Regions from separate parts of the Mus musculus genome. Here all the other regions are linked to region 3. A link is a contact called in public HiCAR-type, HiChIP or PLAC-seq and promoter capture Hi-C data. All regions are on one chromosome and are shown on one strand. The core of a region is the stretch at or near the end of the contact, and the rest is flanking DNA. Distances in the headings are between cores, read along the strand shown.

What was found. Promoter capture Hi-C pulls out the DNA fragments that hold promoters and counts their contacts. HiCAR-type assays count read pairs that join an accessible place to other places. HiChIP or PLAC-seq counts read pairs in DNA pulled down with a chosen protein or histone mark.
Region 1: an H3K4me3 HiChIP or PLAC-seq map of neural progenitor cells shows a contact between it and region 3, with 5 times the contacts expected there. The contact joins the enhancer-like site here to the promoter of Bmi1 in region 3. A contact is called at or near these places in 6 of 39 promoter capture datasets (the 3T3-L1 cell line, the HPC-7 cell line, embryonic stem cells and 3 more) and 3 of 115 datasets of contacts at active chromatin or transcription factors (astrocytes, cardiomyocytes and neural progenitor cells).
Region 2: an H3K4me3 HiChIP or PLAC-seq map of embryonic limb bud shows a contact between it and region 3, with 2.8 times the contacts expected there. The contact joins the enhancer-like site here to the promoter of Bmi1 in region 3. A contact is called at or near these places in 2 of 39 promoter capture datasets (the SN4741 cell line and stem cell-derived epiblast-like cells), 5 of 115 datasets of contacts at active chromatin or transcription factors (astrocytes, embryonic forebrain, embryonic limb bud and 2 more) and 1 of 9 other capture datasets (adipose tissue).
Region 4: an H3K27ac HiChIP or PLAC-seq map of embryonic stem cells shows a contact between it and region 3, with 4 times the contacts expected there. The contact joins the enhancer-like site here to the promoter of Bmi1 in region 3. A contact is called at or near these places in 5 of 39 promoter capture datasets (the 3T3-L1 cell line, hematopoietic stem and progenitor cells, liver and 1 more), 2 of 484 Hi-C or Micro-C datasets (both in embryonic stem cells), 9 of 115 datasets of contacts at active chromatin or transcription factors (bone marrow-derived macrophages, embryonic forebrain, embryonic limb bud and 2 more) and 1 of 9 other capture datasets (embryonic stem cells).
Region 5: a contact with region 3 is called in a HiCAR-type map of astrocytes, with 2.1 times the contacts expected there. The contact joins the enhancer-like site here to the promoter of Bmi1 in region 3. A contact is called at or near these places in 5 of 39 promoter capture datasets (the 3T3-L1 cell line, embryonic stem cells, liver and 1 more), 1 of 484 Hi-C or Micro-C datasets (cerebral cortex), 11 of 115 datasets of contacts at active chromatin or transcription factors (astrocytes, bone marrow-derived macrophages, embryonic forebrain and 6 more) and 1 of 9 other capture datasets (embryonic stem cells).
Region 6: an H3K27ac HiChIP or PLAC-seq map of embryonic stem cells shows a contact between it and region 3, with 4 times the contacts expected there. The contact joins the enhancer-like site here to the promoter of Bmi1 in region 3. A contact is called at or near these places in 2 of 484 Hi-C or Micro-C datasets (both in embryonic stem cells), 5 of 115 datasets of contacts at active chromatin or transcription factors (embryonic limb bud, embryonic stem cells, extraembryonic endoderm stem cells and 1 more) and 1 of 9 other capture datasets (adipose tissue).
Region 7: a promoter capture Hi-C map of embryonic stem cells shows a contact between it and region 3, with 7 times the contacts expected there. The contact joins the enhancer-like site here to the promoter of Bmi1 in region 3. A contact is called at or near these places in 9 of 39 promoter capture datasets (the SN4741 cell line, cranial neural crest, embryonic stem cells and 3 more), 6 of 484 Hi-C or Micro-C datasets (the N1E-115 cell line, embryonic stem cells and nephron progenitors), 7 of 115 datasets of contacts at active chromatin or transcription factors (astrocytes, embryonic limb bud, embryonic stem cells and 3 more) and 2 of 9 other capture datasets (adipose tissue and embryonic stem cells).

The regions. Positions count from the first base shown.
Region 1 is chr2:17,879,777-17,883,202 of GRCm38.p6, reverse strand. No RefSeq gene overlaps it. Among named protein-coding and RNA genes, the nearest start is that of H2al2a, 120 kb to the left of the region's middle. Within about 2 kb of position 1,667, at least 40 of the 459 cell types and tissues checked have an H3K27ac peak or open chromatin away from gene starts, as enhancers often do. A contact at or near this core is called in neural progenitor cells, where this site is marked.
Region 2 is chr2:17,713,494-17,717,067 of GRCm38.p6, reverse strand. It overlaps a transcript of Nebl not described here. Among named protein-coding and RNA genes, the nearest start is that of Mir6419, 150 kb to the right of the region's middle. Within about 2 kb of position 1,442, at least 21 of the 459 cell types and tissues checked have an H3K27ac peak or open chromatin away from gene starts, as enhancers often do. A contact at or near this core is called in embryonic limb bud, where this site is marked.
Region 3 is chr2:18,674,792-18,678,448 of GRCm38.p6, reverse strand. It overlaps Bmi1 (Bmi1 polycomb ring finger oncogene), which reads right to left and starts at 1,431. Exons shown (of 10, transcript NM_007552.4): 1 at 980-1,431. Commd3 (COMM domain containing 3) reads right to left here. Exons shown (of 8, transcript NM_147778.4): 6 at 3,584-3,640; 7 at 3,440-3,499; 8 at 2,218-2,582. The coding sequence ends at 2,523.
Region 4 is chr2:17,941,614-17,945,006 of GRCm38.p6, reverse strand. No RefSeq gene overlaps it. Among named protein-coding and RNA genes, the nearest start is that of H2al2a, 54 kb to the left of the region's middle. Within about 2 kb of position 1,961, at least 12 of the 459 cell types and tissues checked have an H3K27ac peak or open chromatin away from gene starts, as enhancers often do. A contact at or near this core is called in embryonic stem cells, where this site is marked.
Region 5 is chr2:17,837,911-17,841,603 of GRCm38.p6, reverse strand. No RefSeq gene overlaps it. Among named protein-coding and RNA genes, the nearest start is that of H2al2a, 160 kb to the left of the region's middle. Within about 2 kb of position 2,048, at least 33 of the 459 cell types and tissues checked have an H3K27ac peak or open chromatin away from gene starts, as enhancers often do. A contact at or near this core is called in astrocytes, cerebral cortex, neural tube and 1 more, where this site is marked.
Region 6 is chr2:17,976,672-17,979,980 of GRCm38.p6, reverse strand. No RefSeq gene overlaps it. Among named protein-coding and RNA genes, the nearest start is that of H2al2a, 19 kb to the left of the region's middle. Within about 2 kb of position 1,525, at least 21 of the 459 cell types and tissues checked have an H3K27ac peak or open chromatin away from gene starts, as enhancers often do. A contact at or near this core is called in embryonic stem cells, where this site is marked.
Region 7 is chr2:17,740,090-17,743,656 of GRCm38.p6, reverse strand. No RefSeq gene overlaps it. Among named protein-coding and RNA genes, the nearest start is that of Mir6419, 180 kb to the right of the region's middle. Within about 2 kb of position 1,891, at least 166 of the 459 cell types and tissues checked have an H3K27ac peak or open chromatin away from gene starts, as enhancers often do. A contact at or near this core is called in the N1E-115 cell line, the SN4741 cell line, astrocytes and 5 more, where this site is marked.

The sequences.
Region 1 (3,426 bases), core at 418-2,917, 800 kb after region 3:
GAGAAAGAGAGAGAGAGAGAGAGAGAGAGAGAGAGAAAGAAACTCAAAATGTTTCCAGATTTTCTCATGTTCAGAGCTTATTGGTTCTGTCTTACTAGATGAATTTATATTGGTTCTATTATGAAGCTGCTTTCTTTTGAACTTGCAGAAATTACCATTATTGATTTTTTTTTTTTTTTCCAAGTCAGGGTTTCTCTGTATAACCCTGGCTGTCCTGGAACTCACTTTGTAGACCAGGCTGGCCTCGAACTCAGAAATCTGCCTGCCTCTGCCTCCCAAGTGCTGGGATTAAAGATGTGCACCACCACCGCCCTGATTTTTTTTTTTTTTTTTTTTTTTGTCCTTTTAAGGTCCTGGTCCATTCTCCCACACAAACTGCCAGTATTTGAAGCCAGAACCACTTCTAGCCATTTGCTTTCCCCCATGCCTTCACTTCAGATAAGATCTCCTTAGCAAAGAGCGATGGCAGGGTTCTCAGCCGCCACTGAGAACCGCCTTCTTGCTCCAGTCATCTTGCTGCATCTGTGTTCAGTGTACTTGGGTATGGCTGTGGGAATTTCTGGGGCAGTCCGCAGTCTGAACTCGGAGGCTACATGGAGCTCGTGAGTGATGCCACTCCTGCTGGCCGTTTCATGGCATAAACTCAAGAATTCAGGCGGCTGGTGGGAGCTCACTCCCCTTTATCTTTTGTGTCTGGTGCCAAGGGCCCGTTTTTCCCGGAGAAGTGCAATATCACAGGGAGGGGATCAACCTCCTTTGAGAGTCAGAGAGTCAGAATCTTAAAAAACGGGGGGAGGGGCTGGCGAGATGCATTAGAACCCAAGAGCATTTTACCATGGACTAATTGGTAAGATGAGCTGGTTATTTACAGTATTCAGATCTTGCTGCCATAGCCCCTCCAGTGCCGGGGTAGGTGGGGGATTACAGTTCTGCGCTACCACACACCACTGTAAACCATGTTTTAGTGTTTAGTGGGTGAGATACTCAACGTCCTTAAGGAATTAATTTTTTCTTTTTTTAAAAAAAGTACAGGTTAGGGCTGGAGAGATGGCTCAGAGGTTAAGAGCACTATGTGCGTGCGGGTCCAGAGGTCCTAAGTTCAATTCCCAGCAACCTTGACATGGCGGCTCACAATGGTAATCTAGTGTCCTCTTCTGGCCTGCAGGCATACATACAGGCAGAATACTATATACCTAATAAATATATCTTTATTAAAAAGTACAGGTTACACATTCATAATAAGAAAATATAAAGTCTAAAGCACTCCAAAATCTGAAATTTTTTGAGCATTAACATGACACAAGCAGAAAATTCGACGCCATATAGCTATTTTGTACACACATAGACACAAATGATCTTGAGGCTCTGTGAAGCATATGAAGTATAGAGTAATTTTGTGTTTAGACTTAAGCTTCATCCCCAAGATATCTCATTATTTCTACGCAAATATTCCAAAATCTGAAAAAAAAAAAAAAAAAAAAACAATCCAAAGTGGAGGTGCTTCTGGTCCCAAGCATTCTGGATGAGGGTTCCCCTGCTGTGGACGACTCAGCGCTGGGTTTAACGAACAGCAGTGCTATGCCAAAGATCTGGGCCTGGAATGTGTGAAGTGTTGGCTCCAGCATCAAGAATCTGTCTTTGGCTTTTGTTGTTGGGGAATCTGAACCAGGCTAATGCTGAAGGTGCAAAGGGAATGTACAAAGGACTCCAAGGGAGGCCAGGAAACCAGAGAACCAAGGGAAGAGGAGGCCCAATTAGTGATTTATAAGGAAGCTAATTTCCATGGATTCTTACTTTAGAAATTGACAGTTACCAAGGACCTCAGCTGAGTTATTTGCAGCTTCATCCAGCCTCTCTCATGGAAAAATTAATCAATTTCGCCTCTGTTTTCTCATTCCTCACATGCCTTCCCGTTTACTTCTTGCCTGGCTCAATTCAGAAAGTGCTGGAGTCGGAAAAGCCAGCCTACTGTGAGGAGAGAGTGCTGGCTGCTGGAGAAGCAGGGCCACAGCTACAGCTGGTGAGGTGCTGAGGCCATGTCTAGTCTTCTCTTTCTGCCTGCTGAGGCCACCACACCTGACCTGCTTGGGACTTTGAAGAACTTGAGAGGAGATCCCTACTGCCCCCTGACAACTCGGAAGTCTGCTATCCTCATTGGCGGATATCATTTGCTAGCTTAAGTCGCTCGTGTGGAAGCTGAAGCTCACTCTTTTGTGTTCTGTCCTCCTAGGAGATGCTGAACAGCTGGTCTCTATCTCCCTGTGGAGTAGCCTTTAAACCTTGCAGGCCATTGTTAAATGGCCTCTAGGCTTTCTTTTCCTCTGACTGAGAATCACAGTTTCGTTCTCCCTATTCCTCATGGGTCCTATTTTCCATCCCCTTTCACATCTTTGTTTTTGAATGCTTTCAGGTTTTTCTAAGATATTCCCCTTTGGGAGATATTTGAAGGAAAGAAGCAGAAATGTCTTTAGTTACACTTAATGTTGGCAGCATTCTCGACTTACCATGATCCTTGTTCCCATTAGTTGATTGGCTGCTGGGGCCTTGACTCCTTGGAGCCAGACCATGCCCACAGCGGAGTTTAGTTGTGCCACCTCAGACTTTGAGGGCCCTGCAAGATCGGGAGTTTGGTGGCTTGCAAAGCTAAAAACAATATGCAGTGTTTGTATGGTTCCTAACATGAAACAGCCTCTTGTTTTATCTAGACTGTCTGTATCTAGGCAATCTATATTTATCTAGATTTTCTTTGGATTCAATAGGGAAACTACATCTTGATTGTTTATGGTGGAAAAAATGCAATTTTAAGAGGAGGAAAAAATGAATTCAGGAAATTCTGTCAGATACTTTGAGATCAACAATACCGTGTGGACTTTATCTTGTTGGGTGGGTAGGCAAAGGCTGTGAAGGCTGAAGTTAGGGTATGGATGGTGTCTAGTAGAGGCTGTGGGGGAAGGCTTGGAATTAGATCAGGCATGTAGAGGGGTTGCTGCAAGAACTGGCATGGAGAGCTAGATTAAGGCGAGTTCTTCGACCCTGGCCTGTGGCTGGGAGGATTCTCATGGACCTGTGATAACAAACTCTTTAGACTCTCACAGCCTGAAGGGGACAACTCAAGCAGACAGAGTTTTGCTTTTTCAGAGACCAGAATTAAGAAAAAAATCGAAACTTACATATAGTAGATAAATAAATCTTTAAAAAAGCGTGGAGGGGCTGGCGAGATGGCTTAGCGGGTAAGAGCACTGACTGCTCTTCCAAAGATCCTGAGTTCAAATCCCAGCAACCACATGGTGGCTCACAACCACCTGTAATGAGATCTGACGCCCTCTTCTGGAATGTCTGAAGACAGCTACAGTGTACGTACATATAATAAATAAATAAATAAATAAATAAATCTTAAAAAAATAAAAAATTGAAGTCAGAGGCTGT
Region 2 (3,574 bases), core at 193-2,692, 960 kb after region 3:
AGCCTTTTGGCTCTCTGAGCAATATAGCTCAGGTTTATTGCAGGCCCTTCTAGCCAACAATTGACTCAGTGAGAATGCAGATGTTTCTGCCCATAAGAATCCATGTGGCAATTCTTGCCAGAACTGGCCATGCTTGGACTGATAATATACTTGATCAGTAACCAGCACTTTTGATGAGGTGAAATGCTGACATTTATAGTTAGATTGTTCATCACTGATGTGCACTTGAACAATGGCTGACAAAAAAATTTTTTTAAAGTAGCTTATGAAAATTACTTCTTTATATGACTGTTTTCCAAACTCTTAGAAGCAGATCCTATGTGTCCTTTTCCCCCTGTTGCAGTGGTAAAATACTCTGTCAAACAGAACATTATGAAGAAAGTGCTCATTTTGGCTCACAGCTCAAGGGTACATACAGTCCATAATAGTGAAGAGATTAAGATGGCAGGAAGTTGAAACACCTGGTCACATCACATCCACCGTCAGCAAACAGAACAATGAACACTTGCTGCTTTTCAGTTCTTTCTCTGCTTATACAGCCCAGGAGTCTGGCTAGGGAATGGCGCCACTGCCAGTGGGCAGCGGTTCCACCTCAGTTAATGAAATCAAGTTAACCCTCTGATGGTATATCCAGAAGCCTGTCTATGGTAAGATTCTAAATTCTGTCAAATTGACAATTAACAGCAACTGTAACAGTGAATGTTGGGTAAACGGCTATATACACATTCATTTGCATATCACACATATGTCCTTGGAAATATGTTTTCCCCTCAAGCTTAATACACTTAAGGATTAATGAATTCACTCACTCATGAATGAAGGATCTATGTGTTCGAGTGTGCTGTTTCATTTGCTCCTGAGATGCATCCCATCATGCCTTGAGGTAGGGCCTCCTACCAGCCGCACAGGTTAGGTTGCTGAGCTGGTGGGTCCCAGAGATCGGCCTGTCTCTGCCTCCTGTGCTCAGCTTACAAATGTGCTCACTGCTTGGTTTTAATGTGAGTTCTGGGCTTGACTCCCAAGCTCTCCACTAATGGAACCATCTCCAATCTCCTCTATTCTTTCATGGAACAATTTTATTTTCTTTTGTAATTTTCTGTCTTTTCCATTTCCAGAACTTTATAGACAACTTAATGGAATGTGTGCTCCCTTAACCCCCATCTCTCTGATTCTCTCTCTTTGACTCTGTTTAAGGTCTTTCCTGTTGCTAGTGACGCAGCTCTCCCATTTTCTTAACATTACGTGAAATTCTATTTAAAATTTGTAGATGCTTTAGGCACATAATAATTAAGGGTTATTCCTGTCGGGAATAGAAATACCGTATTAGCACAATTCTTCCTCCAAGGCTGCTAAAGAAGGATCCTAGTTTAGAGGGCTTGCCTCTGTGCTCTCTCTCTCTTTAAACGGTTCTTATGTAACACTGGGTTTAATTGCCTGGGAGTCTGGAGCTGGTTTATTTGTGTGCCTCTTATGTTCTGAGCACCTGGAGGTTGAGTGGTCTGTGTCCTGGAAGTGTTCTACTAAATGGCCACCTGGCAGATGTTTTTTCTTTCTCCAAACAGCAATGACACAGCAGATGAGGAGTAAACGCTTTTGGGCACTTTGAAAGTGTACTGATTCCAGCCCACAGTGGTGCTACATGCCTATAATCCAAAACGAGGAGGAGGCAGGCTGGGGATGTAACTCTGCTGGTAAAGTGTCTGCCTAGCATTCCTGAGAGTCTAGGCTACATCCTTAGCACTACGTAATCTGAGCGTGGTAGCACATGCCTCTCACCCCAGCATTAGAGAGGTAGGGCAGAAGGATCAGGAGTTCAAGGTCAACCTTGGCTATATTTGGGGCCAGCCTGGATGAAACGCTGTCTCTGAAAACAAACAAACAGACAGACAAACAAACAAACAAAACAAGAAAAAATCGTAAAAAGCACATTTATTTATTCTGGGTGGGATTCAATAATTTTGTATTTGACAACAGTCTCTCCCTCCCTCCCTCCTTCCCTCCCTCTTCCCCTCCCCCATCTCTGTCTGTCTCATATCTCGGCGGGTTGGGAAACATTGTGGCAGAGGATTTAAAAATTAATTCTGCAGTGGGAGATGACAGGTGGTCACATAAAAGAGCCACCTAAATGGAGGAGGGATCAAGTGATGCTCAGAGGAGATCAACTGGGGAATATTCATGCCCTCCTGTCGGCGAGACAGAGACACACAGGCTCAAGTACAGCATGCGTGGGCTGCGGACCGGCTAACGAAACTCTGACAGAAGCGCTGTATGTGCTAAAACAAAACGTCTAGCAGGTGAATCCATGTGCAGGAGAAACCTAAAGGCAAAACAGTGGAGTGGGAGAAGGATGAGGGGAGTAAAACACAAGCGGCTCTGCCACAGCGCTGCGCATGCGCCACAAGCTGAACATGGGACCCCCTGCTTTTTTTTTTTTTAAACGTTTTATCATTTCTCCATGACCAGCTATCAACTACAAGCATAAACCGAATGCCAGTTGGTTCCTTGCTTTGTTTTGTTTTATAATTAAATTGTTCTCAAGTTGCTTTTGAGTTAAAAACTAGGCAGGGTAGTGGTCTTATTGACTTTGAAATAAATGGTCTCAATTCCACTGAAGTTGAGAGTGAAAGGGAAAATATGCAGTCACAGCACACTCAGCCTTCAGGAAGAGTTTACAATAGCATACGGGAAAGGGAAAGGCCCTGCTGAGCGAGCCTGGGCTTGAAAATCCTGTGGACATCAGCCAGGAGCCATGTAAACTCTCCCTACTATAGCTGTTGGCACACAGCTGACCTTTTATAAACATTTCCCAAGCAGACAAAAGAAGGTATGTTTGTCAGTTTTTCTGTACTGTAGCGAAATACCTGTGATAAGTCATCTTCCATAGATAAAAGGTTTATTTTGACATAATATTGGAGAGGTCAGCTCATGTTCGGACAGACCCCATGGCCTTTGATCTAATGACAAGGCAGTCCATCACAGTAGAGGGTTTTTAACAGGACAAAGCTCTTTATTTACCCCACAGCCAAGAGCCTCACAGGCCCCCACTTTTTAAAGGTTCCACTACCTCCTGAAAGCACCAAACCAGGGGACCAAGCCTTTGACCTGAAGAACTTTGGGAGCACTTAAGATCCATGCTATAACTGAAGGAATGAAAATCATGACTAAGTGGGCAGGATTTTAGAAAACACATTAAAAAGTGTCCATTGTTTCAGAGGGAGAAAGGGGAGACTGACCTGTTAAAGCAAAAAGCAACATTGGACTGAGCTCCTGGTAGCTTTCTCAGATCAGATTAGTCTGATAATGGAGTATAGAGACGGGTGGCTGAGAGCGATGGCAGCTAATATGAGGATCACACCAGGGAAATGAGCAGCTGAAGGTGAAAGAATACACAAAGCACTTATGTGCTGAGAAAAGAGTTTGTTCAGTGTTGGGGTTGATATGAAGGCTTTGTTCATCAGGCTTGCTTTTACATCATGATCAGGATGGAAGAGGAAAGACCTGAGGTAACACATGAACCACCCTGGATTTTGTTATAAATGGGATAACGATGAGAGACAAAAGGAAGAGTTTTTTT
Region 3 (3,657 bases), core at 182-2,681:
CTCCTTCTCCGAAGCATCCATCCCCTTACTTCATGACCTATTCTGACATTTAGCAAAATCTATAAAATGCAATGGACCTAAGTCTCAGCTCATCCCACAGCAAAGGGGAAAGTTGTAGTGTCTTCGAGAGAAAAGAAGAAAAAAGGAGGGGTGAGAGTGGAGAGAGAAAGGGCGCTCAGCAAGGCTAACGTACAGTCACCGGCTTCACTCCAAAACAAAGCTCAAATTTTAAATGCCCACCTCCTTGAGAGCTCGCCCCAAGTACGTATGGAACCCCTGTCCTCGACTCCCAACAAATACCACCTTGAAAACTTTACCCTTTCCAACACAAATGCACAAGACCTTGGAAACAACTGGGAACCGCCATCTTACCAGCCATCCAATTTCACACAAGTGTCCCTCCAACTTAAGTTAATAACATTTTTGTCGGGGCTCCCCCCAGCCTAACACCCACCTCGTCGGGATCGCTGTTCCCCACAGTACCCATCCCTATAAAATGGGGGCGTTCCCTGGAGGTTCAAAGACCTCCAGAGCCCTTTCTTCGGGAGAGGAGGGAAGCCACTGGACCCAGGCAGCGCCCGATCTCGGGATCCCGTCCCCGTTTCAGCAAAGTCTACCTCTCAACAAAGGGCGCAGCGGCCGCGGGAGCCGCGCAGGCTGGAGACACAAGTGCCGCTCTCGGGGACCATGTGCGGCGCGAGGGTGCCGAGGGGCGCTCGGGGGAGCGGGGAACTAAAACGTGGGGCGGCGCGGCGCGGCCGGGCGCGGGCGGCGGCCGGAGCGGCTGGAGCGCGGTCAGGCGGCGCTGGTGCGGGCTGCGGGGCGTCCGGCGCCGCGGGAGGCGGCGGGCGCGCGGGCGCGGGCGCGGGGCGCGGGCCGGTTGCCCACGCTGTCAGCGCCTCCGCCCCCCCCCCTCCACGCCGCCCCGACCCCCACCAGTCCCCGGCCACGGCCCGTCGGCGCCTCGCCTCCTACGTACCCGGAAAGAGCGGCCGGCGCGAGGCGATCTGAGCGGGCGGAAAAGACAATGAAAGTTAAAAGTCGTTCAGCATAAAATGAATGCGAGCCAAGCGGCCATCTTGGAGCGAGCCGCCGCCGCCGCTGTCAATGGGCACCGAGCGCGGCCGAGAGCAGCCACGGCCGCCGCGCTCCGCTCATGCCGCTCCCCCGCCGGCCTCCTGCTCGCGCGCTGCGGCCTCCTCCTCCCGCGCGGCCTCCTCCGCCTCCGCGCGGCCTCCGCCGCCGCCTCCTCGGGGCCTCTCCTCCTCCTCGGCGCAGCCGCCGCCTCCCGGCCGCGCTCGGGGGAGGGCGCGCAGAGGGGCCGAGCCGTATTATTCTGCGGGGCCGGGAGGTGTTGCTAAGCCTGCGCGGGGCTCCCTCGCCAACCTCCCCATTGTCTCTCCCGATCTCTGCCTTTAATACTACGATTATGATTTCAGACTCGCGTGGGGGAGGCGGGCTGGCGGGCGGGCGGGGGGCGCCGAGTGTGCTTGCGGGCCGGGTGGCGGGGGAGGGGAGGGAGGACCAGGAGGGGGAGGGGAGGGTGGAAAAAAATGCACGGCTGAAGGCAGAGTGGAAACTGACACCGGCTCCAAAATGGCTCGGAGTCCGCCCGCCCCCTCCCCCGCCCCCCGCCGGGTCACGTGCTCCCCTCATTCCTTAAGGGCGGCCTGGGAATTAGTGTCGGTGTAGTCGGGCCCGTGGCCGCCCCCTCCCCTCGCAGCGCGCCGCGAGCCGCGCGCCCAGCCCCCTCCCCTCCCCGCGCAGCGCGCCGGGGCCGCGACGGAGGCATTTCTCCACAGCGCCACACGCCGCTCTCCCGGCGCGGCCCGCTCGGCCCCGCACGCCGCCCCGCCCCCCACCATGTCTCCTGCTTCTGGCGCACACGTCCGCGGGGCCCGCCGCCGGGGGCGCCCGGCCGCTGCCCCGGCTCGGCCCTGCCGAACCTGCGCCGGATCGGGCCCGCGGAAACAACAGCGGCCGCCCCGCCCGCTGGCGGCCGGGAAGAGGCGCGCGCGGGCAGCGGCCGGGCTGGCTCCGCTCGCGGGGTCGGGCGGGCCGGGCGCAGGTAACGGGCGGGCCGGGCAGCGAGCACGGCCCGGCCGCACACCTTTCCCGAAACACTTAACCTGGGGCAAGGCAGGCGTCCGAGCCCACGCAGGGCAGATGTGCTTGGCACACTCAGTCGTCAAAGTCACACACAAACTCCAAACAGAATGCCGCCCTTCTTGTGGGAATACCACCGTATTTATTCAGGGTACGATACTTTAATAGGGCTTGAAGACGCTCAAGATAGAAGGAACGCAAGAGTAATACTGAAAATCCAGATGCTTAAGAGTCTCCCTCTTAACCATTTCACATGTGTAAAAAAAGTGTCAAAATTGATGGTTGGCATCACTTCAAAAGGGTGCTAGCTCTTTTTCCACTGAAAATGACATCCAGCTCGCGCGAACGATGGTCCAGCAGGAGACAAGGCGCGTCTGGTTTTCCTCTAGGCTCCTGGGGTCATCAGCCTCCCCAAATTACAACTGAGTTGCTCTTTCCAGGCTTTTTGAAGCATCCTTAAGTTTCCCCACCAAGTCCTAAAAGATGTACAATCATGTCACAACTTGGGCATACAAGTGAGGAAGCAGCAACTCTGAAGCAGCTGCAAGAACACAGTCGGAAGGAAGAACACCTAAGGAGTCCACGGGAGCTCAACAGCTCGCAAAGCCCTTTGGAAAAGAAGCGCTTCTTCTGCTGGATCTGGTCCTCCAATCAGGTATTCAAGTTCTAGTTAAAAGGGAATTTCTAACAGAATTTTTGCAGGCTGAGAATATCTAAATTATCTCTCAACTTCTCTAAGGAAGGTTATGATTCACACACATTTTCTGTTTAAAGTTTCGCTAATATTTACTCTAAAGTGACTACAGATGTCTTTGGAACATTTAATTTCATTCAAATTTTCAGGAATGATCTTCATTTTATTTAATTGGTAAGAAATTCGTTAGCATATCCATCAATCAACGAAGACTTTAATTTCTTCAGTTTTACACTGAAAATATTAACAGTTTTAAGAACTTGTGTGAACTTTCCCTTTATAGGGTAATTTAAAACTCCTGCTTAAAACTTTGGAAGTTTAATTTGTGAAAGGCATTCTCCAATCTCTTACTTTTGCTCAGTTTTATGAGTCAGATGCATGATGGAATGAAAGAAAGTGTGCTGAACTCAAACTTTAAAGTTATTTTTCAATTAGGGGCACCAGTAAATGCAGGCTACTGGGGATGTTACTATGTTACTTTTAAAAGTGAAATCTATGTTAAATTTCTGCTTTCCATTCTCTCTTTGCCATTAAAACCTAAACCAACCTTCATTACCTGATGCTGGGAATATTATAAAGTCTCCATAACAGTTCTCAAATGCCCACTGAAAGAAACATTTAAAGGTCCTAATACTGTACCTGTAACTGTTCCATGTTGCAACTAAAATTAATCTCTGGGTAGGATTGGGAATCATTGTTCTATGGAAGAAAAAAATGTTTGTTTATATAAAGGAAATGAAAATTTTTATTACACATAATTTTTAGACAAGGATCTATACATACCTCTACATTTAAGGTCACCAAATATCCAGGTCGGTACATCTTATGAAGTTGGTTGGTCTAAAACAACACAAAAC
Region 4 (3,393 bases), core at 712-3,211, 730 kb after region 3:
CAGTTTAATCAAACTGGGAGCTCTACAAACTCTAATGGACTGGCCAACAGAAATGCCCACAGTAAATAAGGCAGGTGTATCCCTGTGCTCACTGGACTGAGCATCTTGGAGATTTTGGTGTAATAATATCCATTCAATTCTCTCTTCATCCCTTCTTTCTTCCCTCCCTTCAAACATCTCTTTCTTCCAAACGGGGTCTCATTGTCTCACACTGTAGCCCAGGCTATCTTGGAACACTCATCCATCTCCCTATCTCACTCACACTGTAGCCCAGGCTATCTTGGAACACTCATCCATCTCCCTATCTCACTTTCCTGAGTGTTAGGATTAGATATGAGTCACCACATCCAGCTTTGACAGTTAAAAGAAGCCAGAGAATTGGTTGTTTGTTTGAATAGTCTATCTATCTATCTATCTATCTATCTATCTATCTATCTATCTATCTATTTACCTACCTGTTTATTTTTTCTGCTTTAAGGTTCTCTGGGAAGCCCTGGGTGTCCTAAAACTCAGTGTGTTTGTATTACACTAGCATCAACAACTTATATAATGTTAATCAAAACAGTCATTAAAAAGACAAACTGACTTTAATGGGTTAATAGAACAAGAAGGATAGACCCAATTATATAACAATATTTAATAAGTGATGATGAAAGACATCTAAATGATTTAAGTCTAAACTTATTTAATACTGCTATTAAAACCAGTTAATAATTTCAGAAAAATTCTAGACAATATAAAACAAAATCCAGATGTAACAGTATAATAAAAAAATTAATGTAAAAGTAGAACAAAGTGAACTTGTTTTATATCTTTATCTGATTTTAATACAAGAAAATGATTTAATCATAAAGGCATTAACAAGAGCTGATGGATCTAGCTCAGTGGTAGAATGCAATACTAGAATGGGGAAAGCAGGAGGAGACCAGAGAGGTAAAATGTCAGATTTAGACTACAGCTCAAAGACCCGGGAGGGTGTTGGGGGGGAGGGGGGGAGTGGCAGGGAGGGGGGGGCAGGGAGGAATAAAAGTCAAAATCAAGAAATCAGGATGGTTTAGTATTCTTCAAATTTTTTTTCTCTTTTGGTTTTGAGACATAGCTTGTTTGTGTAGCCCTGGCTGTCCTGGAACCAGCTCTGCAGACCAGCCTGGCCTCAAACTCACAGAGATCCTCCTGCCTTTCTGCTGAGTACTGTGATCAAAGGTGTGTAAGACACTCCCGGCCTCATTTTATGGTCTTTGTACTGGGATTGAGCCTAAGGCCTTATCTATGCTTTCGTGTGTGGCGTGGGACAGTCTACACGTGATTATGGATGTCTGTGGAGAACAGAGGCGTGTGGTCCGCTGGAGCTGACATGCATGGTCCAAGGTGAACCCGAGTCCTCTGCAGGAGCAGCACACACTTCAAACCACCGATCTTTACTTTCTAGAGAGTATAATCGTTATCTCCTCTTCATTTAAAAAAGGGTGGCGCATGCCTTTAATCCCAGCACTCGGGAGGCAGAGGCAGGCAGATTTCTGAGTTCGAGGCCAGCCTGGTCTACAGAGTGAGTTCCAGGACAGCCAGGGCTATACAGAGAAACCCTGTCTCGAACACCACCCCACCCCCAAAAAAGTTTCTTCCTAGATTCTTTTGACATCATTTCCCAAAGCCCTAAGATTCTAATACTGTTGCTTTGGGGTTTAAGATTTTAACATAAGAATTTGAGAGGAACATGAATATTCAGGCCACAGCAGAACTCATAAAGGGTAGGTAGCATTAAGGTCAAATCCTGGTCATATGTAAAATAGAATGAAACTGTGCAATTGTTCCTTTTAGGGTATGTGACAGGCACTCATGGTTTGGATCTTAAATGTTTTTTTAAAGCCTCATATCCTAGAAGCTAGCTCAAGGGCCTGTGCTACCACTGGGGTGTGGAACCTTTAGGAAGTGGGGCCCAGTAGAAGGAACTACGCCATGGGGGCGGGGCCTGGTACTGAAAGTTGACGTCAAGGGATCAATCTCTCCCTCTTTGCTTCCACAAGGTGAGCATCTTTACACTGGTTGTCCTGACTTTTGCCTAGACACAGGATTAGAAATAATGGGCCCAAGAGAACATGGACTGAAATCTCTCAGTATGCATTTTATTTCCTAAAGATTTTTGTCATTGTTTGAAGACTGACAAACACAAAAAGCAAAACGTGGGCTGGAAAGATGGCTCAGAGGTTGAGAACACTGACTGTTCTTCTCTAGGTCCTAAGTTCAATTCCCAGCAATTACATGATAGCTTATGACCATTTATAATGAGGTCTGGCGCCCTCTTCTGGCATGTAGGCACATATGCAGACAGAACACTGTACATAATAAATAAGCAAATCTTTCATTGTTTGTTTGTTTTTGGTTTTTGTTTTTCGAGACAGAGTTTCACTGTGTAGCCCTGGCTGTCCTGGAACTCACTCTGTAGACCAGGCTGGCCTCGAATTCAGAAATTCGCCTGCCTCTGCCTCCCAAGTGCTGGGATTAAAGGTGTGTGCCACCACTGCCCGGCATCCTGCACACTCTTTATACTTTTTTTCTAGTGCAGTGTATGCTCCGCTCAAACTCCCAAGTTGAAATCTTAACCCCCAAGGTGATAGCGTTAGAGGGTAGGCCTTCAGGAGGTGGTTACATCATTGGGTGGAACCCTCACAAATGGTGTTGTGCCTTATAAGTTATGCCCCAGAGAGCAGCATCATTCTTTACCATTACATAAGGACACGGCAAAGAGACACATCCCAGGGACCGACCAGGAAGTGTGCTCTCACCTAATGCCGGATCTCAGAATTCCCGGTCTCCAGCGTAATTAGTTTCTATTGGATGTGCTGTGTTTATAAAAGGATAAAGAGAGAGAGTATGTTTTGGTGGAGGTGGAGTCAGGTGTGGGGGAAGGGGAGTATCTCTGCAGGCCGGGGGAGGGGAAATGAGGAGAGAGGGGGAGGGGAATGAGGAGAGAGGGGGAGGGGGATGAGGAGAGAGGGGGAGGGGAATGAGGAGAGAGGGGGAGAGGGATGAGGAGAGAGTGGGAGGGGAATGAGGAGAGAGGGGGAGAGGAATGAGGAGAGGGGGGAAGGGACGAGAGGACAGAGCAGGAGCAAGAAGGCAAGAGCAAGAGAGCAGAGGGGGCAAGCAGCCCCTTTTATAGTGGGTCAGGCTGTTGCCAGATAACTGTGGGGCAGAGCTTAGACAAAATGCTAACAGGATGTAGGATGCCCTGCCTATGATATTATGGAAGCCTGACTAGACTGACACACCTTCTGTGCCTAGAAGCTCTGGTGACCCCCACCCCAGCTGTAGTAGGAGTCAGGTACATACCTTTCAGAATGATGTCTTCATTGATATTGTCCTTATTTGAGAGGCACAGTCATTTTAAGGGTA
Region 5 (3,693 bases), core at 799-3,298, 840 kb after region 3:
AAGTAAAATGTTCTGGTGTGGCTGGGTATTTCCAACCATAAGCATTTATTATTTTGTTTGACAAATTGGCCTGCTTTGGAATATTAAACACCCACTCTTTAGAGGATAAGGAAGATGAAAGCAACTCCATTCATTGTGCTCCCAAGAATCTCAGAGCTCTTGCAAGGTTTTATCCTGAAGATCTCATCTCCGTGAAACTCAGGAGATGGCTGTCACAGGCATTCTTGTTTCTTGTTCTCATCTCAGGGAGGTAGGCCTGTTGGCTTCAGTCCAGCCCTGCCTGAGACAGCAGTTGGAGTTGTCTGTCTTACTGTGTGCCTCCACACAGCTGTGCCCTCTCAGAGGCGCCAAACTGACATTCTACTAGAAATGCCTTCAGGAGAGGCCTGTCCAGAGGGAGATGGGACAAGTCACAAACACCCTTATTTCTGTTGCTCCCAGGAAGAATTGCTTTTTTTGCATTCTCATGAGACATTCAGATCTCACAGTGACCAAAATAGACTTTTAATGCTATTACGGTTATCGTTATTATTGTTACTATTACCATATTGAGTGGCAGAGTCACCTTATTGCCCAAGCTGACCTTGAACTCCAGGGCTGATGTAATTTTCTTGCTTTAATCTCCTGAGTAGATGTGGCAAGATATTATTATTATTGTCATTGTCACTATTGTTTCAGTGTTAAGGACTGAACTCAGGCACATTACATGCTAGCCAAGTGTCCTACCACTGAACTATGTTTAAGATCTAAAATTGATCAGATATGGTAACTAAAATCCACCGAGTAGTTATAGTCTACACACCATGTAAACTATCATAAACTTGGATATAGCGTCTTAAGTCTTAATTTTTCTGAGCACATTACAAGTTGTACACTACCTCCAGATCTGTCCCATACTTTTGTTGACATCATCCTGATTTTGTAGTTATCATTCTCTTCTGAGTGGTCACAAGCTGTGAGAGGGGTGCATTTTAAATACTAAAGCTGAATTGTGGTTGGCACTAGGCCATCCTCTGCTACATACGCAGCTAGAGCCATGAGTCCCACCATGTGTTTTCTTTGATTGGGCCATTTTCATTCAAATGACCACAGATCCCAACTCACGTGCTTACAGCTTTGACCTGATACTCTTATCTTCCAAAAGTCAGGTTCTGAGTGTTTCAGAAGTAGGAAATGTTTGCGTACATGTAGGGAAATAGCTTGAGACTGATACTTGACATTAAGCCTAAGACTCATGTTTCATATATACTTTATGCACATAATCCAGATGCAAATTAATACAGTATTTTTAAATAAGTTTGAGCTTGAAACAAGGTTTGTGTTGAATGAAGACTTGTCATATCTCACGGGCATTGAACCTGTTTCACATTGTGGAGCACTGTGGGTTTTTGCATGAGTGGTGCTCAGCTTTGGATAAAGCCTAGAACTCAGTGTTCCTCTCTGTTTGGCGCTGTTATGGCCACCCTTGGGCTTGTTACTGTGACTTTGAGCACCCCAGACACAGAACTCCATCTGTGCACACAGTAGATAGAGTAGAGCAAAGTAGAAGACTCACGTGCTTCCTTCAGGACCCCGAGGACTGACTTCTCCTTTTCAGAGAACCTTTCTGGCCCCCTGACTCTGACTAGCCTATCCTGTGTTAGTTATTACATATATAGAAACTCCCAACTGGGTAATTATCTACAACTGTGCTGTTTGGAGTGTCTACACGGTGCATTTAAAGAGTGCCTTGTAATCATGGGTGTCCTGGAAAACCAGTGCTCCCGCCAGCCAATTATCACAGAATCACGGGTCTGGAAGGGATGACAGATGTTATTAAATCCAGCTCTGTCCCCAACCCAAGCCTCAGGGTAGAACCCTAAATTTATCCAGTGTGCTCTGACACAGTCTAATTTTATCTGGAAAATGAAGCATTTCTTGGAGGGAGGGTTTGGGAGTATGACCTTGAATCTGATCACTTCCTGAGAGTAAACCCTCCCACTGCCCGACTGCCCATTCTTTGAGTGAGTCAAAGCCCCAGTTTGTCTCTTTCCTTTGTTTCACCCAGAGTTTCCAGCCTTGGCACCGAAGGATGGGGGTAGGGACTTTTGTAGATGGAACACACTTCCCAGGCCCTGTGGACAGCAGGCCTCGGGCCAACTGAGTCTGGAGCTAGCAGAGGTTCATGCAGCCTGGGTCCTCAGCCGAGGGGCAGAGAACGTCTTCGTCTTTTTCTAAACCAACTGACCTGGGGCAAGCTTCTCGTGTCGCCCTCAGGACGCCAAGTTAGCGAGAGCCTCGGAAGCCGTTCCCCTTGCACGGGCTTCCGACATCAGCTCAGCGCATTCAAAGCAACATCCACCCTCTTCCAGCATTCTCCCCAGGCTGAGGGCCTTCATTCTTGGGGTTCATTTGATCCGTTTCCATAGCAACATCCACTTGTTGCATTCTGAATCTCCCATCGAGGTCCTTGCAATTTGCCAGCTAAGCCACCGATCACAGGCGTGTGCACCAGGTTAATAAGACAAAGTCTGTTTTACTTAGGCCTTCCTCCCTTTGTCCCCTTTCCATTGAGGGCAGCCTTACAAAAGACAGGGCATTTTGGCTTTCAAAATCCTGAGACCTCTGCTCATTATCCTAGACGATACTTGGACTGACTCAGTGTGCACTCCATTTCCATGCTGTCTCTGGGCAGCTGCTCTTCTGAGCAAACCATGGCAACAGCCGGGAGTGAGAGACAGGGCCAGGAAGATGGGTTGCCTTGGGCATGTGGGTGTGTGTCAAAGGTGATACACCCCTTTATTTCAAAGGTAAGACACCCAGGGTGGAAACAATTCCATCATGGTCCTCAGCATCCTTTTTTGAAGGCTAGAATTGAAGTTGGAGTCCAAAGAAAGTCGCTTTGTTTTCAGAGAATTTGGATGTTTCATGTCGGTGACATTAATCAGAGAAGCCCGGAGCTCTGTGGATTCCTGCCGCTTTGACATCTCAGATGTGTACAGACCAGAGTTAGCCACTACTTCCCCAGGGTGTGTTTAGTCTAATAGGTATAAACCAGGACCTGCAAGATGATTAGTGATGAGAGAGAAAAAAACTCTCCCCATAAGCAGAATCGCAGAGAGGAATCCGATAAGGGGATCAGCAGATCAAAGCGATCATTGCAATTGACTATCCCTCTGTACCAACTTGAATGGCATGCTTCCTGCCCACAGCAGCCTCCCCCGCTGCCCTGAGATTTGAAGCGTACGATATCTGTTGATGTTTTGCACATGTTGCTTGTTTGTTGTTTGTTGCTTGCTGCTCCTGGAAGCATGATGGAAAACAAAGAAAAGTGCTCTGGGCTAATGGAGGTACTGCCTTGTGTGTGGCCGAGACTTTAGTGAGGGCACACGGAAGGGCAGCGTTCTTCTCTTTCAGAGACGCCAGGTACGAAGCAGGAACTGACTGGAGGTGCAGAGGCAGAAGGCTTAACTTTCAGAAGAATGCCTGAATGTTCTGCTTGTCTGGTTACATTATGGATTTTAACAGAATCCTTGAAAAGGGAAAACAGAGGAACATAACGATCCAGTGCCTACGGCTTCTTGGCTGCAGATACGCCAAATATGCTAACAAATGAACACAGACATCAAGGGCAGTCTGTGACACAGCATCGCTCTGCAGACCTATTTCAAAGGCAGGCAAAATTAAAAAGGGGGAAATTGTCTAAATTAAAAG
Region 6 (3,309 bases), core at 276-2,775, 700 kb after region 3:
AAACAAAACAATATAAGTGTAGGAGGGAAATTGTTGGGAAGGCAAAACGGGGTTCAGCAGGAGTGGGAGGGGATGAGAGAGTATAAGAAGGGATGAAAATATCCAGAATGTATTCTATGTAGTGAAAATTCCAGAATTTCAATTTCTTTAAAAACATAGAAATATTATACAAATGTGCCTTTGTTTTAATCCCAAGTGTAAAAACACAGGGCTACTTTAGACTGCTTGCTGCAGCTGACTATGATTTGCTGCATGCTCTAGCAGAGGTGTGGTTTTATAGGGAGGGGGGTTGTTGATCCTTGAGTGTGTGTGTGTGTGTGTGTGTGTGTTTGTGTCTTCTCGTGGAGCTGGGTGTGGGGGTAGGGAAGGGAGGGGCATGTTGGTTGAGGTTTGTTAGAAGCCATAGTCAAGGAAAAAACAAAAGTAAAGAATTAGATACAGGGATTTTTCTAATTTCTCTCTCCCCTCTATCCTTGTTTCTCTTTTATTTAGTGTTAGAGGTTGAAATGGTTGGTGGTGAGGATATAAAGGACGGGAAAAAGAAGAACCCAGAAAGTAGCAAAGACCAGCTACAAGCAAAGAAGAAACAAGAGGAAAGAAATTAGATTCAGAGATTTCTCCCTTTCTACTCTATCCTTCTTTCTCTCCCATCTAAGTGATAAGGAGTGGGGGGGGGGTGGGGTTAAAGGGTGGGAGAAAGAAGAAAATACAAAGTAACTAAGCCAGCTACAATTATATCTACATAGGAAACTAGCAAAAAATAATAAATATAAAAAGAAAACAAGGGGCTGGCGAGATGGCTCAGCGGGTAAGAGTACTGACTGCTCTTACAAAGGTCCTGAATTCAAATCCCAGCAACTACATGATGGCTCACAACCATCCGTAATGAGATCTGACGACCTTTTCTGGAATGTCTGAAGACAGCTACAGTGTACTTAAATATGATAAATAAATTAAAAAAAAAGAAACAAAAAGAAAACAAAAACAAGTATAGTAAAGAACTGAACTTGTCCAAAAGAGTTCTTGCCACACCCACTCCAGTGTATTCTGTATGACAAGTCCAAAAGCTTGGCCTCAGTCCTGAGTCGAACTCAGAAATCCATCTGCCAGCTGGGCGTGGTTGCACATGCCTTTAATCTCAGCACTTGGGAGGCAGAAGCAGGCGGATTTCTGAGTTTGAGGCCAGCCTGGTCTACAGAGTGAGTTCCAGGACAGCCAGGACTACACCGAAAAACAAAAAAACAAAGAAAAAAAAAACAAAAAAAACAAACCAAACCAAAAGGTTCATGGAAACTGGTCTCCAGGAGGTTCCGTAACAGGGATGTGGTCCAGATTTGTCCTTGATATAGTCTGTAGAGGGTTTCGCACACTTTCTTTCAGTATTGTTTTATTATAAGTGCCCCCAAGGAATGATTTGAGGAATAGTCAAGTTAGATTGAACATTGCTTCCTGGCCTCCACCCTTGTCCCAACCTCCTAGTCAATGGTTGAGCTGACCTTGGGCTTTGAATTTCGTAAGAATGTTACTTATTCAGACGAAATGCCTCCAGTGTTGATAGAGAGATAGTGAAAGAAAACAGGCGTTGCTGTTTACTGGAAAGAGTTAGAAATCTCAGCTGGGCGTGGTGGCGCACGCCTTTAATCCCAGCACTCAGGAGGCAGAGGCAGGTGGATTTTTGAGTTCCAGGCCAGCCTGGTCTACAAAGTGAGTTCCAGGACAGCCAAGGCTATACAGAGAAAACCTGTCTCGAAAAACAAACAAACAAAAAAAAAGAGTTAGAAATCTCAGGGCAGCCGGGCATGGTGGCATGCCTTTAATCCCAGCACGAGGCAGAGAGGCAGAGAGGCAGAGAGGCAGAGAGGCAGAGAGGCAGAGAGGCAGAGAGGCAGAGAGGCAGAGAGGCAGAGAGGCAGAGAGGCAGAAGCAGGCGGATTTCTGAGTTTGAGGCCAGCCTGGTCTACAAAGTGAGTTCTAGGACAGCCAGGGCTATACAGAGAAACCCTGTCTCAAATACCCCCCCCCCCCCCCCAAAAAAGAAAGAAATCTCAGGACAAGTTCAACTAAATAATCTTAGAATACTCATCACTGTCATGTTGGCAGACTACATTACATAATAGAAGAAAGAATGTGGGTTGTGGTTTAAGAAGGAACTAGAGTAAATACTTAGAATAACAGCTGAGTCACTCCCATATACAGGAATTTACAATGGCCTAAGAAGAAGGTGGGTTATACAATAGACTAGAATTGGAACTATGGCTAGGGCTTGAACCCCTTGTCCTTGGCTTCTAATAATAATCTGATTTTAGATAGGGCTGATTTTATCTCAGTTGTAAACACTGCCTGGTTCCTGCCAGTTTTCATGTATGTATTTTTTTTTGTTTTGTTTAAAGAGTCATAATGCATGACCTTAATGTATCTTGGCTGATGTATTACCTAACTTCCTTGTTTTCTTCTGTAATGACTATATAAGCCTGATGCTCGCTTTGAAAAATTACACTCAGATTCAGCACTCTCTTTTGTTTGAGTCTGTTTGTCACTTGCTGACTCCTTGCCCACCTGAGTACCAGAATTCTGATGGACTTTGCCCGTGGCACGTTCTAACCTTTGACTTAGGACCTTGGAATATTCTGTCAGGTACAGAGTTTTGCTTGCCTGAAATCTTTGGACTATACCAAAATGGGATTTAATGTGAGGGCCTTGGGTTGTGTTGGATCAATTTGTGTTCCTGAAGGACTGGTGACTGAGATGAGCCATTTGGGAAGCCAGTCACCCCAATAAAATCATGTACATCAAAGTTTGAGGAGTTTCCTCTTTGGATAACACATTGTCCATAGAGTTACAGACATCATTACTGGGAAGAATGAATGGTACCCATGATGCCATAGGGGGCCGACAACTGGAAACTCCTCCTTGAAACTCTTCTGGCTTTTGCCCATGTGTCCTTCCTTGTTGGAGTTTCCTTGATGGGTGTTAACCTGTATCCTTAGCCGTAGCAAATAAACTATAGCTGTGAGTGGCTTCTAGTAAGTTTTTGTTTGTTTGTTTTTGTTTTGTCTTGTCTTTGGTTTGATTATTTATTTATTTATTTTTTGAGATAGAGTTTCTCTACATAGTCCTGGCTGTCCTGGAACTCAGTCTGTAGACCATACTGGCCTTGACTTCAGAGATCTGTCTGCCTCTGCCTCCAGAGTGCTGGGATTCAAGGCCTACACCACCACAGCCAGGCTTCCACTAAGTCCTTATGAGTCCTTTTAACAAATCCTTTAACCTGAGATAATCTTTGGAGCCTTGAATTTGCTGGGGTAAAAT
Region 7 (3,567 bases), core at 642-3,141, 940 kb after region 3:
AGCCACACCTGAGGTTGCTCTGGCCTCCGTACGTGTGCATACATGTACACGTGTGCCTCCACATACTTGGATGGAAATCCTCCTCCCCTCAGAAGGCCCTTATCTCTCTTTTCATGTGAAGACACAGCAAGAGGTTGTCTGTGATTCATTCAGTTAGCCCTCATCACACAATGAGCCTGACTTCATTGTGACCATCTGGCCTTCAGTACGGCAAAGATTAAATGCCTCTTGCTTTGTAGTTTGTCCGGCTGATGGTGTTGTGTTATGACAACCTAATGGACTGACTCCCTCTATCCAATAATGACTGTTGTCAACACCTAGACAAAAATCCTCCAGGTACTTTAATGAAAATGTGTATATGTTTGCACACATATAGAGAAAATTCAATATTTATACATGTGTATATACAGGCACTTTTTTTTTTTTAAAGGCAGAGTTTCTATGTGTAGCCCTGGCCTGGCTATCCTGGAACTTGCTCTGTAGCCCAGGCTAGCCTCGAATTCAGAAGTCCACCTGCCTCTGCCTCCTGAGTGCTGGCATAAAGTTGTGCACCACCACTGCCTGCTATATATAGGTGATTTAAAAATGGGAAGAGTGTGAGTGTTGTCTTTACATATCACTGTCTTCTCATAGACTTAATGTATCTAAGGTTTTTAGGTAAAGACATATTGAATTTTCTCAAGTACGTAATAATCCTACCTGAATAACAGTAATTTTGATTATATGAAGAAAATTAATATATACACAAATGGGAATTAAAGAAACAATGGGCAGAAATGAAAGCCACCACAGCGAAGACCTCAGATCCCTTTGAAGTGATCTTCTTCAGAGACTCTCAAGGCCACAGGCATACAGCTGAGACCCTCACTTTCAGCAGCACATTGAAGCATTAAGAAAAAGTGTCGTTCAAATCCCCAAAGGCTGGACACAAGGACCTTTCAAATGACAAACTCTAGAGTGTACACCATGAGAACTTCCTGAAGAGTCTGTGGGAAAGGCAGCAGAAAGAGACTGAGTTCTCTGAGCCACACCCTCTATCACTCCCTGACCGCAGGAGTCTCAGGAATGGGTGGGGACGGCCAGGGGCGACCTCTTGGTGCCTTTCTGTTCTTATTAGTCTGCACATTCTTAATAGAACAAAACAAAATCCACCCCAAACTGGTAATCATTTCCTTTCCCCTAGGGGTGCAAGAGATAGGTTTGAATGACAGGGAGGGGGGAGGGGAGAGGAAGAAAGGAGGGGGAGGGGGAGAACCTGGTGAGGCGAGGGAGGATGACCACAACAATCTCCACAGCAAAGCCCTCTTCTGCTTTGTTGACATTTCTAGCTAAAACACCAGCTGGGCGTGGAGGTGACCCCGGCACAGGCTCGGGGGAATCAGGGCTTGGAGGCCTACTTGGGCTATGTAGTGAAACCCTGCTTTAAATAATTAAGTAAACAAATGCATTTGGGAAAAGTATACAGAAAGGAAAACACAGCACAATCCCGCCTCTGTCACGGTTTCAGTGCTCTTTTCCCAGGCCGCTCACTCTCTGCATATTGTCATAAAATTAGTGAAAAATGAGATCATAGGAAACCACTCTTGCAACATGCTTTCTTTTTTCTTTTTTTCCGACTTAGCAAAACACCAGAAACCTCTTTTCGTGTCATTAAATTCTAGTTAACATGTTTTACCTTTTCACTCGAATTTTTAAGCAGCACTCTTGTTATTTTACATCTCCTGTTTTAGTTGAGCGCCGATACCTGTTTTTATTGGCTGAGGCTGCGCAAGCAGTGGCCGCGGCGGCAGGGGGTGGGGGTTGGGGGGTGGGCGGCGATGGCTCTCAGGTTTCCTTTTTACATAATGAAGGCTCTTTTCTCCATCCATCTCTGCGAGGCTAGTTCCATTCATTCCACTTAATTCGTATTACTCATGCCGAAGAACACTTTCTTGCTCTGATGCCTACCGCTAATGGGCAGGCTCGACACTTTCCCTGTTTGATGAGTCACAGCCGAGGAAGGAAATCCCCCTACGAAGTGAAGTCTGTCTCTTTGCTCAGAACGAGCCTGTGTTTTTAGCAAAGATTGCTTGTGATGTTGTTATGTTACCTTAAGACATATTTTTGTTTCATTATTTAAAATGGGAAGAAAATTTCATTTGACAACATTGAACCCGTAGTCGACTGAAAAATAATAAGTATGGCCAGGGAACTATGAAAAATGAAGTTTTCATTAGTTTCCATTTGGGGAACCTTCTCTGTCTTCTCAGCCAGGAAACCTGCCCTGCCTTCCCTGTTTGCAATGCCAGTCTTTGGGAGACTGCAGCAGAGGGAACAGAGCTCAAGGCTAGCCTGGGATACATTGTGAGACTGCTTTAAAAAAAGAAAGCAATCTGGGCACACGGTGGTGCACGCCTTTAATTCCATCACCTGGGAGACAGAGGCAGGTGGATTTCTGTGAATTCAAGGTCTATATATTGAGTTTCAGCCCAGAAAGGGCTGTGTAGTGGGATCCTGTCTCAACAAACAGACAGAACAAGCAAACAACAATAATAAAAGAACCAGGGCTAGAGAGATAGCTCAGAGAATAAAGTGCTTACCACACAAAGGAGATCTGAGTTCAGATCTCCAGAACCCACAGAAAAGCTGGGCTCACACTTGAAGCTCCAGCACTGGGGGACACAGAGACAAGATCACCGGAGCTTGTTGGGGCGCTAGTCAATCTGCAGAACCTGGCTTCAGTGACAGAAGATAATGATAGAATGACAGAAAGCACCTGATGTCAATTTCTGCGCACCCCCAAATACCACGCACACACAGCAAGCAAGTAAGCAAGCAAGCAAGCAAGCAAGCAAGCAAGCAAGCAAGCAAGCAAACTTTTCTAAACTAGCAAACGACCTTACTATACAGAACTCAAGGAATGATTCCTGAGCTTAAAAAGCAGATGTGCAAGTTTAACAACAGCAAGGCCCTGGACTCTGTCCCTAACACCTCATCCACATGGACTTAGCTGACCTTGTTGATGAAGCAACAGAGTTCATTTGTTAGTACACAACAAAACATTCTACTTGTGTCATGGCAGAATATCTTTGTCTCTCATTTGACTCTGTTGATTTTTCCAGGCCCTTGGCATTTTATGCATTTTATTTCTGGCCCTGGGCTGACCTCAGCTGCCCTCGGCTGAGCCCAGGCAGAGGCCTCTCAGAGTTCATCAGGTCCTTTCTCTTTTTGTTCCTTCTTCAGCGCTGCATTGTCTGTCCCTTCTCTTCCTTCCCCTTCTCCTAACCCTCTGCTCTCCTGGGTTGTTCTGTCTCCCCGATTTCACGCCCCAGCTTTGGGGAGCCATGGCAGAAGCACATTTGGACAGCAGAACATGCTGCTGCTGCTTTTGCCCCTGAGCTCTGGTGTGGTCAACACTCATTGGAGCCCTTCAGACTTAGCCAGTACCTACCTGCATCCAGGTCTTTGACCCTGACGCTGTACATGGCTCCTTTCTCTCTTTGGCTGCATGAACATCATGCTGTCTGACCACATACTGAAAAAATACTCTATATGCACGGCAACACTTCTCTTTAAAGATTTATTTTT